Linked DNA regions of Mus musculus: region 1 is linked to region 2. Evidence: chromatin contacts called from public promoter capture Hi-C data. All regions are on one chromosome and are shown on one strand. Each heading gives the region's core, a stretch centred on a gene start, on an enhancer-like site or on the middle of the called end of the contact. The rest is flanking DNA. Distances are from core to core; before and after follow the strand shown. Region 1 overlaps Lrp6 (low density lipoprotein receptor-related protein 6). Region 2 has its middle 49 kb from the start of Gm46977.

Evidence for each region. Promoter capture Hi-C pulls out the DNA fragments that hold promoters and counts their contacts.
Region 1: a contact with region 2 is called in a promoter capture Hi-C map of embryonic stem cells, with 2.9 times the contacts expected there. The contact joins two enhancer-like sites. A contact is called at or near these places in 3 of 39 promoter capture datasets (the HPC-7 cell line, embryonic stem cells and stem cell-derived epiblast-like cells), 3 of 115 datasets of contacts at active chromatin or transcription factors (embryonic stem cells, forebrain and large pre-B cells) and 2 of 9 other capture datasets (embryonic stem cells and liver).

The regions. Positions count from the first base shown.
Region 1 is chr6:134,551,712-134,558,839 of GRCm38.p6, forward strand. The region is part of intron 1 of Lrp6 (low density lipoprotein receptor-related protein 6); the gene reads right to left. Among named protein-coding and RNA genes, the nearest start is that of Lrp6, 12 kb to the right of the region's middle. Within about 2 kb of position 4,545, at least 42 of the 459 cell types and tissues checked have an H3K27ac peak or open chromatin away from gene starts, as enhancers often do. A contact at or near this core is called in embryonic stem cells, where this site is marked.
Region 2 is chr6:133,983,088-133,990,069 of GRCm38.p6, forward strand. No RefSeq gene overlaps it. Among named protein-coding and RNA genes, the nearest start is that of Gm46977, 49 kb to the right of the region's middle. Within about 2 kb of position 5,109, at least 16 of the 459 cell types and tissues checked have an H3K27ac peak or open chromatin away from gene starts, as enhancers often do. A contact at or near this core is called in embryonic stem cells, where this site is marked.

The DNA.
Region 1 (7,128 bases), core at 3,295-5,794, 570 kb after region 2:
GTGGCTTAAACATAAGTAAGTAATTTTATAAATTAAACATTCCTAAGATATTCGAAATGTACCTTCAAAAGTATTTTTAGAGGAACTAACCCAAATGTTTTAAGAATCCAAGTTAAGGCCAGTCATTACAGGCTCTTGTCTGTAATCCTAACACTCAGGAAGCTACAACAGGAGGACTTCTAGCCAACCTGGGATACAAATCAAATCTGAGGAAATCACACGATCTAAAAAATAAAGAGCTAAGTAAGTTAAAGTAAATTTGGGCAATCTGGCAAGAGAGACTAATTAAATATTGTTGGTTTAATAAAATTTACCCAGGAATGTGGTTCAGCAAAGCATTCACATCTACAAGGTCCCAGGTTCAGTTTCCAGCACAAAAGAGATAAAAAATAAAATGCTACAAGTGGTAATTTGTATCTGTATTCTATGTCTTCTAAGTTTCTGTATGATACTAGCATTATTTATTTTGCTTGGATAATATTCTACTAAACTCCCAAGATACAAAGCACATGAAACTGAAGAAGAACAAAGACCGAAGTGTGGACACTTTGCCCCTTCTTAGAATTGGAAACAAAACACCCATGGAAGGAGTTACAGAGACAAAGTTTGGAGCTGAGACAAAAGGATGGACCATCTAGAGGCTACCATATTCGGGGATCCATCCCATAATCAGCTTCCAAACGCTGACACCATTGTATACACTAGCAAGATTTTGCTGAAAGGACCCAGATATGGCTGTCTCTTGTGAGACTATGCCGGGGCCTAGCAAACACAGAAGTGGATGCTCACAGTCAGCTATTGGATGGATCACAGGGCCCCCAATGGAGGAGCTAGAGAAAGTACCCAAGGAGCTAAAGGGATCTGCAACCCTATAGGTGGAACAACAATATGAACTAACCAGTACCCCCGAAGCTCATGTCTCTAGCTGCATATGTATCAGAAGATGGCCTAGCCGGCCATCAGTGGAAAGAGAGGCCCATTGGTCATGCAAACTTTATATGCCCCAGTACAGGGGAACGCCAGGGACAAGAAGTGGGAGTGGGTGGGTAGGGGAGTAGGGGTGGGAGGGAGGGTATGGGGGACTTTTGGGATAGCATTGGAAATGTAAATGAGAAAAATACCTAATAAAAAATTTTTTTAAAAATATTCTACTAAACTTTAACAGGTTAGTTCCAAATAAGCAAATAAAACACCTGCATTTGCAGTTAGCTGAAGTGATTAATCTAACAAACTCTATTTTAAGAGCAATTATGTATTGAAATAAACCAACGTGAGGCTAGGAAAAAGCTCAGTTGATGAAGTGCTTGCTACATAACAAATTCCCATCTCCAGAACCCATATGAAAAGCCGGGTATAGCAGTACAATTTAATTCCAGTGCTGAAGACGGAGGTGGGTGAATGCCTAGGGTGGGTAGATCCCAGGATTACGGCAGCATGGCTGAATTAATGACCTATCCGTTCAGTGAGAAATCCAATCTCAAAAAAACATGTGAAGAACAACTGAGGAAGATACCCAGCACTGATCTCTGGTCTCCAGATGTGCAACACTACATGTGCTGACATATGCGTGCACATATACATACAGATATGTGCATGCACACACACCATACACTAACCTAATGTGAACACAGTATCCAAAATCTTTGGTACTAATAAAACTTCAGATTTGTGCTACAATAGTTCATAGGTGTTTATTACCCATCTAGATCATTTTAGTTAAACTATACTGAAACATGTTTTCTACTTACATAGTTTCTTATTTTTATGGTAGAAGAACTAAATCTATGAACTTATTAAAGAACACTTATTTTGAAAAGTAGTACTGGGCTAGGAATACAGCTCAGTGGTAGTATGTGTAAGGCCCCAAGTATGAATCTCAGCACGACAAAAAAAAAACTAATAATAATAAAAATTCTAAGAGAGAAAAGAAAAGTTATATTGTTGGGAAACATCTGGCTATAAAAAAAGGTGAAAGATGTGTATTCTTAAGTCCTATTAGTCTACTATGAAATGCTGATGTGCAAGTTTCATAATTAAGGTCCAAGTAACTTTGTCTTAAAGTATCAGTTGCTGCAATTACACAAGTTATAATTTTATATGCAAATGAAACTATTAAAAATAGTGACACACAGAACAATTTCATATGTAAGATATGCAGGCTATGTCTTTGGGAAGGGAAAAGACAACAGTTTTGTGCTAAAGGCAAATGTTCCAAAATGAGTTTGAGGAAAATGTTGGACAAAATCTAAATGGCTATAAAAGTTTTTAATTTAATCATGACAAAGGAATTTTGTTCAAATTGGCTGGAATCCAATGAGTTTATATAAGAGTTTCTTTGGAATCCTTTTGAAAAATTAAGATTTTGGTGTTCTCTGTTAAAATTGCCAAATTCAGAGGTATGAGATTAAAGCGGATTTAAAAGGCTTGCCTCTGCCTTCTTAATAACTGTAATAATCCCTGTGGACAGCATATGCTCTCTATCTTATCTTATTCTCCATGCTAATGCTGGCTTTATTATGTGCTGGATTGTTTAAAACAAAAACAAGCAAACAAAAACCCCATTTAGGAACTAGGATTTTTTTCTAACCATTGGACTACCTACCTATTTAAAAATCACATTCAGTGTGATTAAAACCAAGTATCACCCTGCCCTTTCATAACCAAATCCTAAATAAAGTGTGTCTAACATACTGCCTTTAAGATTCTCAGAGGACCCGACATATCACAAAGAGCTTCTTTTTTTTTTACAGAGTTTTTTTTTTTTAAAACATATAAAAGTCCAAAGTCGTCAATAATAGTGCTTATCTGATCAAACGCCAGAATTCTATTGGTAAGCGCTGTCAAAAGCAAGCTTATCCTCCCTAGGTTACAGGAGTGTAAGCAAGGGATTATTAATTACTCTGAATTCAAAAGATGCACACAAAAATGAAATTACTAGAAATTAACGATGTGTTACTCGGGTCGGCTTTGCTTGGTGTCAAGACTACATACAGTGCAGTGCAGTCCAATTATACCTTTGGTTCAATGTTAACTTGGCCACAGTTAATTACTTTAATTTGAATGCAGTAACTTCTAGGTAGACCAAGGTTCTTAGCTGAGAACACATGTCATTAACTTAAGGAATTTTACTGTATGGACATGAAATGTCTATTCCAAACCTACAAAGTCTTTTTATTATTTTAAGGTTTACATATTCTTGATGTATTTTATGTTTGCTTGTTATTTTGAGAACACTATGTCTGATGCTTGTTACAAATCTTTAGTTTTTTCTCTCTGAAAAAGTTATATTCATCTAAATCCACTTATCAGATGTACTGCCCACGCCTCTTCTAAAGTTAACCAGTCGGCTCTCAGTCATCTTACAACTTTTCTGGCTGACCCAATTTGGTGGGCATGCCTCAAAAAACCACCACACATACTTGCCAACTGCATTGTTTTTGTAGCAACCATTCAGATTTTTTTTTTCACCTTTAAAATTATCGGTAAAGGGTTAGTCATGCCATGTGATTTATTCTGTCATCTACCCTGATGCTTCCTGGGACACACTTGCAAATTAGCAAATATTCACCTTCAATTAAAAAAAACAGTTGACACTGAAAAAAAGTTATTGTGTGCCAGGAGACCTTTGTGCGCAGGTATCTAAGGGCATCACTTTGAGATCACACAAGAAGACGGAGTCAGGATTTCTAAACAGCTGGTAGATAAACAGATGGGTTCATGAAGCAAAACAAGAATTAATTACACAGAGCTGAATGAGCTGTTAAAGGGTGAATGTGGGATTTGTTTACAATATTACTGGTGCTTTAATGTCCTACTTCCTGGGTGAAGTAATCTCTCAATCTCTCAATCTCTCAATCTCTCTCTCTCTCTCTCTCTCTCTCTCTCTCTCTCTCTCTCTCTCTCTCAGATTTTCTATTACTGTTAACAGTCTAAGCCTTTATAATCTAAATTATCCTTTCTCCTTGCCTATCTCCTCAGTTCCAGAGCCCCTCCTGAATATAACTGTTTGCCTAGCTTCAGTCTGCCTCCAACTGGAAGAACCATGGGTGTCATTTTCAAAGTGCTGCTTTAATCTCATGGCACCAGACATTTTTAAGGAGTGTCAGTCCAGTTGAATTTAAAGGCTATGTTCAGAGCTTTCCTGGAAACTTGTCCTACTATGTAGCTCACAGAGTTCCAGCTTCATGAGTACATTAAGGATGGTCACTTCCTGACAGCCCCAAAATCTCACAGTATTTAGAGAACATCTGAAAGATGGGACTTAACCTAAATCTCATAGGTCCAAGAATTGACACCTGATGTTGAGTTCTTCCCTTACAATCCCTCGCTTCAAGAGACTTTTAAAGAATCTGAGAGTCCTTTAAAAGTTCTGACCAAAGTCATCAAACGACCCATTAGATGTGTGGCAAAATACTATTCCTGTCACACCCATGAGAGCAATCGGCCAAATCAAATGTAACTAACGTCACAACCTCTTGTTCTATCTCCAAAGGAGCCAGGTTTTGTTCTGAACAACGGAGATTCTGACAAGTGCATGCAGTTCCCCACTGACTAGGCTTGACCAAACTTCACAGACTTCTCTCCTCCAACAAGCCCTTAAACTCTGGCTCACCCTAAGCTTAGCAAGCAGATGTACAACTTTCTTCCTCAATTCCAAGTGTCAGCTGACCAGACAAAACCAGAATTTTCCAGTTAGACAATTTTGATCATGCAATCTGCGTACCCCTCTCCTCTTGGCCCAACTCCCACAGAGCTCCTGCCGGCCTTCTGGCCCTTCCCTAGGAAGTGTTTTTGTAGTTGGTGTTGAAACAGGCGGAGATGCTAAGGAAAGCACTTCTGCTGAAATGAACCGCTCCTTTACCCAAGTACATATCTGTCTTTATATGCAATCCTATAACAAACTGTCTACTTACAAACTCCAAAACTCTTATTATTGTCCTCTATCAAAAGTGATTAGATGGGTGTGGTGACATTGCCTGTAACTCCAGCTACTTAAAAGGATAAGAAAATTCATTTGAGCCCAGAAGTTCAAGGTCAGCGTGGGCAACGTACCAAGCCCTGTAACCATAACAATAAACATGATGGTACAGTCACATAATCCTAGATGAGATGAGAGGATTATGAATTACAAACCAACCTAGGCTCATGGTGAGACCCTGCCTTTACTAAAAGACTTGGGTAAAAAGATAAAATTGATACCTACAGGAAGCACTGAAAGTGGAACTTCTGTTCACAGTACTAGCAACCCAGCCTGATTTTAGCCGCCCACCTTTCTAATTACGTGAAATGAATTTCACACAGGATTTCTAGGCTCTTTTATCTTCTTCTAAATGTGAGTTTAGTAGTATGAACTCAGCATATGTGACTATCGAAATGGTTTAACTAAGAGCTAGGAGGATGGCTCAGTCAATACACTGCTTGCTGCTCAAGCATGAGACCCAGAACTCAGGTTAAAAAAAAAAACAAAAAACAAAAAACTAGACAGCAAAGACAAGCAGTCCTTGGAGCTCTTGGATAGCAAGTCTAGCCAAATCTGTAAGATCAAAGTTCACTGAGAGACTGCCTCAAAGTGTAAGGTGGGGAACAACAGAAGAAAACACCCAACATCAACCTCTGGCCTCTGCATGCATCTCTCTCTCTCTCTCTCTCTCTCTCTCTCTCTCTCTCTCTCTCTCTCTCTCACACACACACACACACACACACACACAATATGGCTTAACTATGACAGGGCTATTTATAAGTCAAAAGAGAGAAGCAAGAAATGCTAATAAGTGTCTAGATAAATCTCAGCAGCCCATGGAAATGATATTCCACAATCTTTTTCAATAACCTCAATGGGTTTCTGCCATGTGTAGTGAGTGACACTCGGCCCAGCACTTCAGAGGCTGAGTCAGGAAGACTCCAAGTCCCTGCCCAGCATGGACTACAGGGTAAAAACCTTTCTCAGAAAGGTGGGGACGGGGACCAGATTTTAAAAATAACTTAAAGACTTCAACAAGCAAGCCCATATTCACTTTAGAGTTCTTCATATGTGTATACAATGCAATATTACTTAGTTATAAAAGGAATTAAATATAGATTCATGTTATACTATAAACATTATTAAAACTGTGCAAAGAGAAAGAAGCTAGACACAAAAGCCCACATGCTATGTTCTATTTCTATGAAATATTCAAAGTGGGCAAATTCAGAGGCTGGGGCAGAGAGAGATTACAAAGTGACAGCTAAGAGGCACAGAGACGGCTGGAGAGTACTAATAATGTTCTGGAATAAGACCATGGTGATAGGTTTACAACCCTCTGAATAAAAAAAAAAAGGTAGACACTTAAAAATGGAGATTTTTATGCTATGTAAATGCTTTTTAATGGAATTTTCTGTTTTTTTGGGTTTTTTTTTTCATGTGAATTGTAGCCTTTTTAATGGTTTGAGTTTTTTTTTTAGAACTTTTTTATTATTTTATTTAATATACTGTAGCTATCTTCAGACACACCAGAAGAGGACATCAGATCAGATGGTTGTAAGCCACCATGTGGTTGCTAAGAACTGAACTCAGCTATAGGTGGAACAACATTATGAACTAACCAGTACCCGGAGCTCTTGACTCTAGCTGCATATGTATCAAAAGATGGCCTAGTCGGCCATCACTGGAAAAAGAGGCCCATTGGACACGCAAACTGTATATGCCCCAGTACAGGGGAATGCCAGGGCCAAAAAAATGGGAATGGGTGGGTAGGGAAGTGGGGGGGGAGGGTATGGGGGACTTTTGGGATAGCATTGGAAATGTAATTGAGGAAAATGTGTAATAAAAAATACTAAAAAAAAAAAAAAAAGAACTGAACTCAGGACCTCTGAAAGAGCAGTCAGTGCTCTAAACCACTGAGCCATCTCTCCCACCCTTTACTGGGTTTTAGATTAAAACCCTTTTAAATGGGTTTAAAAACTCATCATAGCCAGGCATGATGGTACATACCATAACCCAGCAGTGAGGAGGCAAAGGCAAGAGGAACACAGATTTGAGATCTCTCAAAAAAAAAAAAAAAAAAAAAAAAAGCAAAGACTGGGACTGTAGTGCAGTGGAGAGTGTTTAGTGTTTGACTTTCTGCATCCCTAGCCTGTGCGTGCAGTACA
Region 2 (6,982 bases), core at 3,859-6,358:
TTACCCCCATGGACATCAGCCTTCATGTGGGTGGAGGTGACTGATCTGACCTGTAGAGTTCTGCTGGTCTAAGAATCCAACGTGACTCCAGAAGGAAGGCTAAGGAGGATGGCTCATCTCTATGTAGTCAGCAACAGCAAAATAGGTAGGCAGACAGACAGACAAAATAAAGGCAGAAATACGGGCTTTCATCCCACTTAGTTAACAAGTAGGGCGCCAGTGCAGCTGGTTAGTAAAGGCTGCTCCTGAATCCCTGTTCACTTTGGCTTTCTTGCCATTTTAAGCAGCTCCATCCATTGCTTATTTTTAGCATTTGTTTCTTTGCCTGGGATTCTGAGCCTTAAGTTTTTGTAAATTACTATGATGTGGAATTCAAGTGTCTTAGTCCATTTTCTGTTGCTAAAACTTCCTTAAAGAGAGGTCTGATTGGTTCAGTCCTGCAGGCTGCATTGAGTGACACCCTCCCCCCCTTTTTGGCCTTAGCTGAAGCCCTTCCTCTACATCATAACAGGGCAGAAGGTGTCATGATGCGGAGGAGGGAATTACACAGTCAGAGAGGAAGTAAAGAGACATGGAGGAGATGGGCTTGTTCTTTTTATGACAACTTGCTGTCAAGGTTACAAACAGGAGTTCCACAAAAGTGCATTAATCCCTTCAAATCCCTCAGAGCCCCAACCACCTCCCACCTCTGAAGATTCCATCACCTCAACACTGCAATGTTAGGGAACCCAGCAGATGGCTCTCTGAGAGACATGCTTAAAGCCAATCCAGTCTATAGGAATATGCAAGACAGAAATTTGCCTCCAAACAAGGAGCCATAAGAGAAGGTTTCCTCTGAAGGAATGACCCATCCATCTGTGAGACCTGACTGTGCATCCCAGGGTCAGCCATGCGAGGAAGCACACATTCCTAGCAGATGTGTGGATCAGGCTGGGAGCAGAACGTTCAGGCCGGAGGTGGGAAAGAATGTGTGCCTCTTCCTAGCAGGAACTCGAGAGTCATGGAACTTTAGACGTGTCAATAATGTAAAAATCCCATCCTGGAGTGAGAAAAATGACTCTGTGAGTAGTAATTGGTGTGTAAGAAGGATGAGGACCAAAGGTCAGATCCACAGCACCTAGGTAAAAAGCTGGGCATAGGCACACACGCATCTTTAACCCTAGCACGGTGAGGGACAGCGCATGCATGCACACAGACAGACATACACACACACATACACAGACACATAGACACACACACACGGAGAGACGCACACACTCAGAGACACAGACACACACACAGACACCATCTCATCTAATTTACACAAACAGCAGCTAAGGATTAACCCTGACCCACAAGTGACATGTGTCTTGTTTGATTCATAATTTAAAATAAGTGTAACCTTTAAAATTACAGGAGTTTGCTTATGTCATTTTATTTTAGAGGCAGGGGCTTGCTCTTTAACCAAGGCTGGCCTTGTACTCACACTCCTCTTGCCTCGGCTTCCTACATCCTGGGATAACAGACATATATTACCCCATCAGCTATCCTTTTCCTCAGGGCTTTCAACTGGAAGTCAGGATGGAGCAAGCACCTGTCCTCTCTCTCTGTGGTGGCTTTGTCCTTCCTGGGATAGAACTATTCACTTTTTTTTAAAAATCAGGTTCTTGATAACTTTTGAAAATTGGACAGTCTGTCTGCCCTGGGTGACCAACACGTCCCTGTAGCAGTAACCAGAGCTGAGGGGGTGGGGTGGGGGTGGGTTATGCTCTTTGAATACTGCTTTTGTGCTCAGACTTTCCCACAGTCCCTGGCTGGCCTGCTTCAGTGCTTCCCTGAACCCGCCTGGACTCTGCCTTTGAGTTTCCAGCTGGTGCTGGACCAACCTGTTCGTTTTTCCCAGATAAGAAAGAGATGCCCAGAGAACCAGGGGACTTGCCCATCTGTGCTGCTCTTTCTAACGTCGATCAGAGCTTGGTGCCGTTTCTGCACAGTCCTTCCCCCGTCTCAGACCTTTTCCCTTAAATGGCGAGATTAGCTCAGCAAAGGAAATGGATTTGGAGCATAAGCGCACACTCGAAGGAAATTATGGGAAGGGCAGGAAAAGGCAAAGGTGAGAGAACTGGGAGCGAGATTTAGAGGCTGGCTCTCGGGAGGCTTCGGTGGAAGTTATTAATGAGAGGAAACGGAAGGAAGAGAGTGAGGGGTTGCGTGTAATAAGGACAAACGAGAAAAGCACAAGAGAAGAGCTAAGGTCAGATGAGGAGAAAGAATTAAGCCCTGAAATTGTCTGCTTCCAGAGAGATATCATGGGAACCCCTGAGGGACACTGGCGAGAATAAACTCCAAAATAAAAACGGATCTGGAAAAAAGAGAGAGATTTTTTTTCTTAAGATTTTTTTTATCTTGGTGTGAAAAAAAGAAAAATAGAAGGCTGGAGAGATGGCTAGTTATTTATGCTTGCTGTACAATCATGAGGACCCGTGTAAACGGCCAGGTATCCTATAGTTCACGTTTACGCGTAGCAAAGAGTGAGACAGAGACAGAAAGATCACTAAGACTTCCTGTTTTCCAGCCTCGCTGAGAAGATGCAAATCCCTGGTTCAGCATGAGAAGACCCTGACGCTGAGAAGATGCAAGCCTTCTCCTGCTGCTTCAGCAGGAGACCCTGACTCAAAGGAGTAGGGGAAAAGCTAAAAGAACACCAGGTTCCTTCTTCCGGCTTACACATGCATGCATAGCTGTGTGCACGTGTGTGTGTGTGTGTGTGTGTGTCCTCCCCACAACACACACAAATAAATACATATAAATAAGGAAATATTTTTCTTCTTTTATAGCACATCGGGAGAAATGGCTCAGAGATTAAGGGCACTTCCTGCTTTCCAGGAGGACCGGAGTTCGCTTCCCAGCCCCCATATCAGGGGTTTCACAACTGTGTTAGCTCTAGCTCCATGAGATCTGCCCCCCTTCTTCTGGCCTCTCAGGGCATCTGTACAGGCACACTGATACATACATAAAAATAAAAATAAAAATAAAGTAATTTTTAAAAAATGGTGAGGGGAGGAAGCTTTTCAGGGCTTCCTGAGAAATTACTAATGGAAGGAAATAAAACTATTCTCTGAGTGAATAAGCCTCCAGAAATGAACAACCACCACAACAACAAAGGGGATTCAAGCTGAAACTGAAACAAACCTACTATAGATTGGATAAAAAGTGCCACCACCACCACCACCACCAAAGGCTGATGATGTATAGTAGGCCGGGTCCCCAGCTGGTGGTGCTGTTGGGAAATTCTGGACATCTCAGGAGGCAGAAGGTTGCTCCCTAGAAGGTCACTGGGAGCATGGCCTTGGGATCTGTATCTTGTTCTGAGTCCCTTCTGCCTCCGTTCTGACCACCACCAGACCAACAATCCTCTTCTTTTAATCCTGTGGGGTGTGTGTGTGTGTGTGTGTGTGTGTGTGTGTGTGTGTGTGTGTGTGTGTGTTTGTGTAACCAACTGTTGGTGTTAGACGACAACCTCTGTGATTCAGTTCTGTCCTTCCATCATGTGTTATAGAGATTGCACTCAGGGCAACAGACACACAGCAAGTATTTTTACCAGCTCATCCACCTCAGCAGCCTTAGCATTGGTTCTTCTTCTTCTTCTTCCTCCTCCTCCTCCTCCTCTTCTTCCTCCTCTTCCTTTTCCTCCTCTCCTTCTTCCTCATCTTCTTCTTGTTCTCCCTCCTCCTCTCTCTCTCTCCTTTTCTCCTTTTAAAGATCTGTTTACTTTTTACCTCTGTGTGTGTCTGGGGGTAAAGAGTATGTCAACTTGAGTGCAGGTGCCCTGGAAAGCCAGAGGCACTGGATGCCCCTGGAGCTGGAGTTAACAGGCCATCCAGTGTAGGTCCTGGGAATCAAATTCAGGTTATCTGAAAGAGCATTCTGCTGATAACCAGCAAACCATCTCTCCAGCACCCAACTTTGCTTCTTCCTGCCTCCTTTCCAGGATGCTCAGCCTCACCACAACTCAGAAACAATGGAGCCCATGTGCCAGGGACTGAAACCTGAAAGCAAGCACCTAAGTAAATCTCTCTTCCCCTTAGTACTGAGTTCTATCAGGTACATGATAATAGGTAGGGTGGTCATTTTGAATTAATGATAATTAACAACCCTCGGGGACAGTAAAAGCTAGTTGGGAGGAATTTCCTAACTGTCTAAATTTGTAAAGAAGATGCACATTCAGGACATCACCTCTGTAAAGGAAGAGAGATGCTCACAGACAATTCCCTCTGGAAGCCACATATGCATAACAAGACAACAATACCACCCTCTTCCACCTCCACCCCAGTACTGGCCTCCTTCTCCCAGAGGCCTAGAACCACTTCCCCTTTGTTTAGTTCAAAATGCTGCAGTAGCCTTCATCCCCCATGCCTCTTTTCTTCCCATGTCTTGGGAAACTCTGCTAAGTACGGAGGTGCATAGTTAAACTGTTAATTCTCTTATTAGTCTGTCTTTTTTGAAGCCTGGGTCTTTAGGGAAGAGGCAGCACTTTCTTACTGAAGTCAGCATCCTGGATTTCTATCTGTCGAGTCCAGGTGAATATGTATGCTGTGTCTTTTCCCTTCCAAATTCCATCTAGAGGGAAACTTTTGTAAGACTTGGTTGTTCCTGGTGCCTAGATGTGGTGGTTAAGTATTCTGAGCACTGGTCCTTAGCCTCCCAGAAAGCCCTTCTTTTCCTTTGCTCCTGTTTCTTCTGTCCTTTTAAAAATAATAATAATTAATAATAATAACACCAACAACAATGACCAGAATACTCATGGGTTAAAATGCAGACATACTCCAAAGCCTGTTCAAGCCAGTCTCACAAACTGGGGATTTCATGGGTAGGATCATGGCATGTCTGTTTAGACTATCTTTGCTGTGGGATACCAGTTAAAATACACACACACACACACACACACACCCCTTGGATGAGATCTTCCTTTTATCTTTTGTTGTGAAAGTTTGGCAGAGTAACCGCCACAGTCTCTCGGAACCAGTCTAGTTTCTGCTGGCTGAGCGGGCTTGAGTTGTCGTAAGTCAGGTGGTGAGCGGGCAGGCGAGGCACCCCAGACACAGGGTGCTCAGGTAGCATTTCCTTTGTGTAAGTGTGTCAGCTGCCGCTGGAGTTTGCTTTAATAAGGAGCCCCGCCCATAGGGGGGCTCTGCTGTCTGCTTGTGTTGCTTTGTTTGTCCTGGAAACAGTCGGGTCCCTGTACCCAGTCACCCAGATCAGTGGATCTGAAACTCCTGAGGGAGACTAGAGTTTTCTTACTTCTTGTTGGCCATAACAGTCTTTGCTGCCTACCTTATTTTTAATTGAATTAAATTTAAATTATTTTTTTAACAATTTCACATACTTTATACACTGATCAGTCACCTCTCTCTCCTGCCTCCCACCACTGTCCACTCTCTCTCTTCCCCAGAATCATCTCTCTCTCTCTCTCTCTCTCTCTCTCTCTCTCTCTCTCTCTCTCTCTCTCCCTCTCCCTCTCCCTCTCCCTCTCCCTCTCCCTCTCCCTCTCCCTCTCTCTCAAGTTCACATCTTTTAGTTTTGTTTCGTGACCCATGCAGATTAACCAGAGACATCTGTGTGGCTGTGGATTTAGAGCGAGCCATTGGAGCCTGATGGGCTGGGCAGTGGGTTCAGAACTAGAGACAATGATTCCTGCTTTCTTGGAATCTCTGAACAGCCAGTATTTCAGAGGCGGGGGGTGGGGGGGGGTGGGGGTGGGCTCCACCTTCCTTGACTGTTGATAGGACTGGTCCTCTGGGCCAGTGAAGGTAACCACAGATGACTTGAGATACAGTAGCTGTACTGAGTCTAAAGAAGCACATTTCGTAGCTCTTTACCGTATCTTCTAGCCTTTCAACTCTTCCCATTCTCTCTGCTAAATCGTTCCCTGAGCCTTAAAGATGGAGTAACTGACTTGCTTAAGGCAAGGCCTTCATCTGCATCTGACCTGCCATCATCTCTGCATTGCCACTGTTCCTTGTCAGGGAAGGTTCTGTGATTCAGCCTGGGAACCACTTACTTCTGTGTGCTGGTCCACGTATAGGTACGTAGAAGGCGGTTGGCTGCTATGTCAGTGTCATTAGCAATTACAACTCAGCTTCCCATGGGAGGGGGCAGCAGTCATCTTTATTCCCGGCACTCTGAAGGCAAGCCAGGGAGATCTCTAAATTCCAACCCAACTTGGTCTACAGTGTGAGTTCCACTCACAGCCAGAACTACAGGTGAAACCCTGTCTTGAAAACAAACAAAACAAACAAACAAACAAAAACTCTCAGCTTCCCTCAGGGGCCTACTTCCTCCCGAGGTCCGCCTAAACCTTTCCGTCATTCCACAGTCTTCCTATCTTTCTTTTTATCTATGTATTACTATCTCATCTCCCTTAAGGCAGCCCTTCCCCCTGTTCACTTCCTCCTTTCCTGGCTTTGCACAGGGGATGCATTAGAGATTGCATCCTAAAGAGTTGAAGCACATCTCACTTGAAGAGAGAACATGAGGCATTTATTTGTCCTTAGGGCCCACAATGACCACAATTAGAATAATGTTTCCAATTCTATCCACTTACTGTTATTGTTTGTTTTGAGACAGGGTCTGATTCTATAGCCTAGGGTGGTCTCAAACTCCCTAGATAGGGGAGAGAGGATGACTGTGACCTCCTGGTCGTCCTGCCCCCATCTCCCATGTGCTGGGATCATATGTGTGTGCTACCACATGCAGTCAGGAGTTATTAGTTTCTCCTTGGCAGCAACTCTGGGTCTCAGGAAAGGGGAAGTTTCCATTGTAGGTTTTATGGAGCCATGCCTTGGATCCAGGGCTGTCAACAGAAAGGCTTATTGGCTTAAAATGGCCCTCTAACAGGGAAGCCTTGAGAAATTTGGACTTCTAAATCTAAAAGCGTTTTCTTTTTCAAAACACCTTCATCTTAAAACAAACGTTCAGTTGGTATCTGTGATAAAATACATTT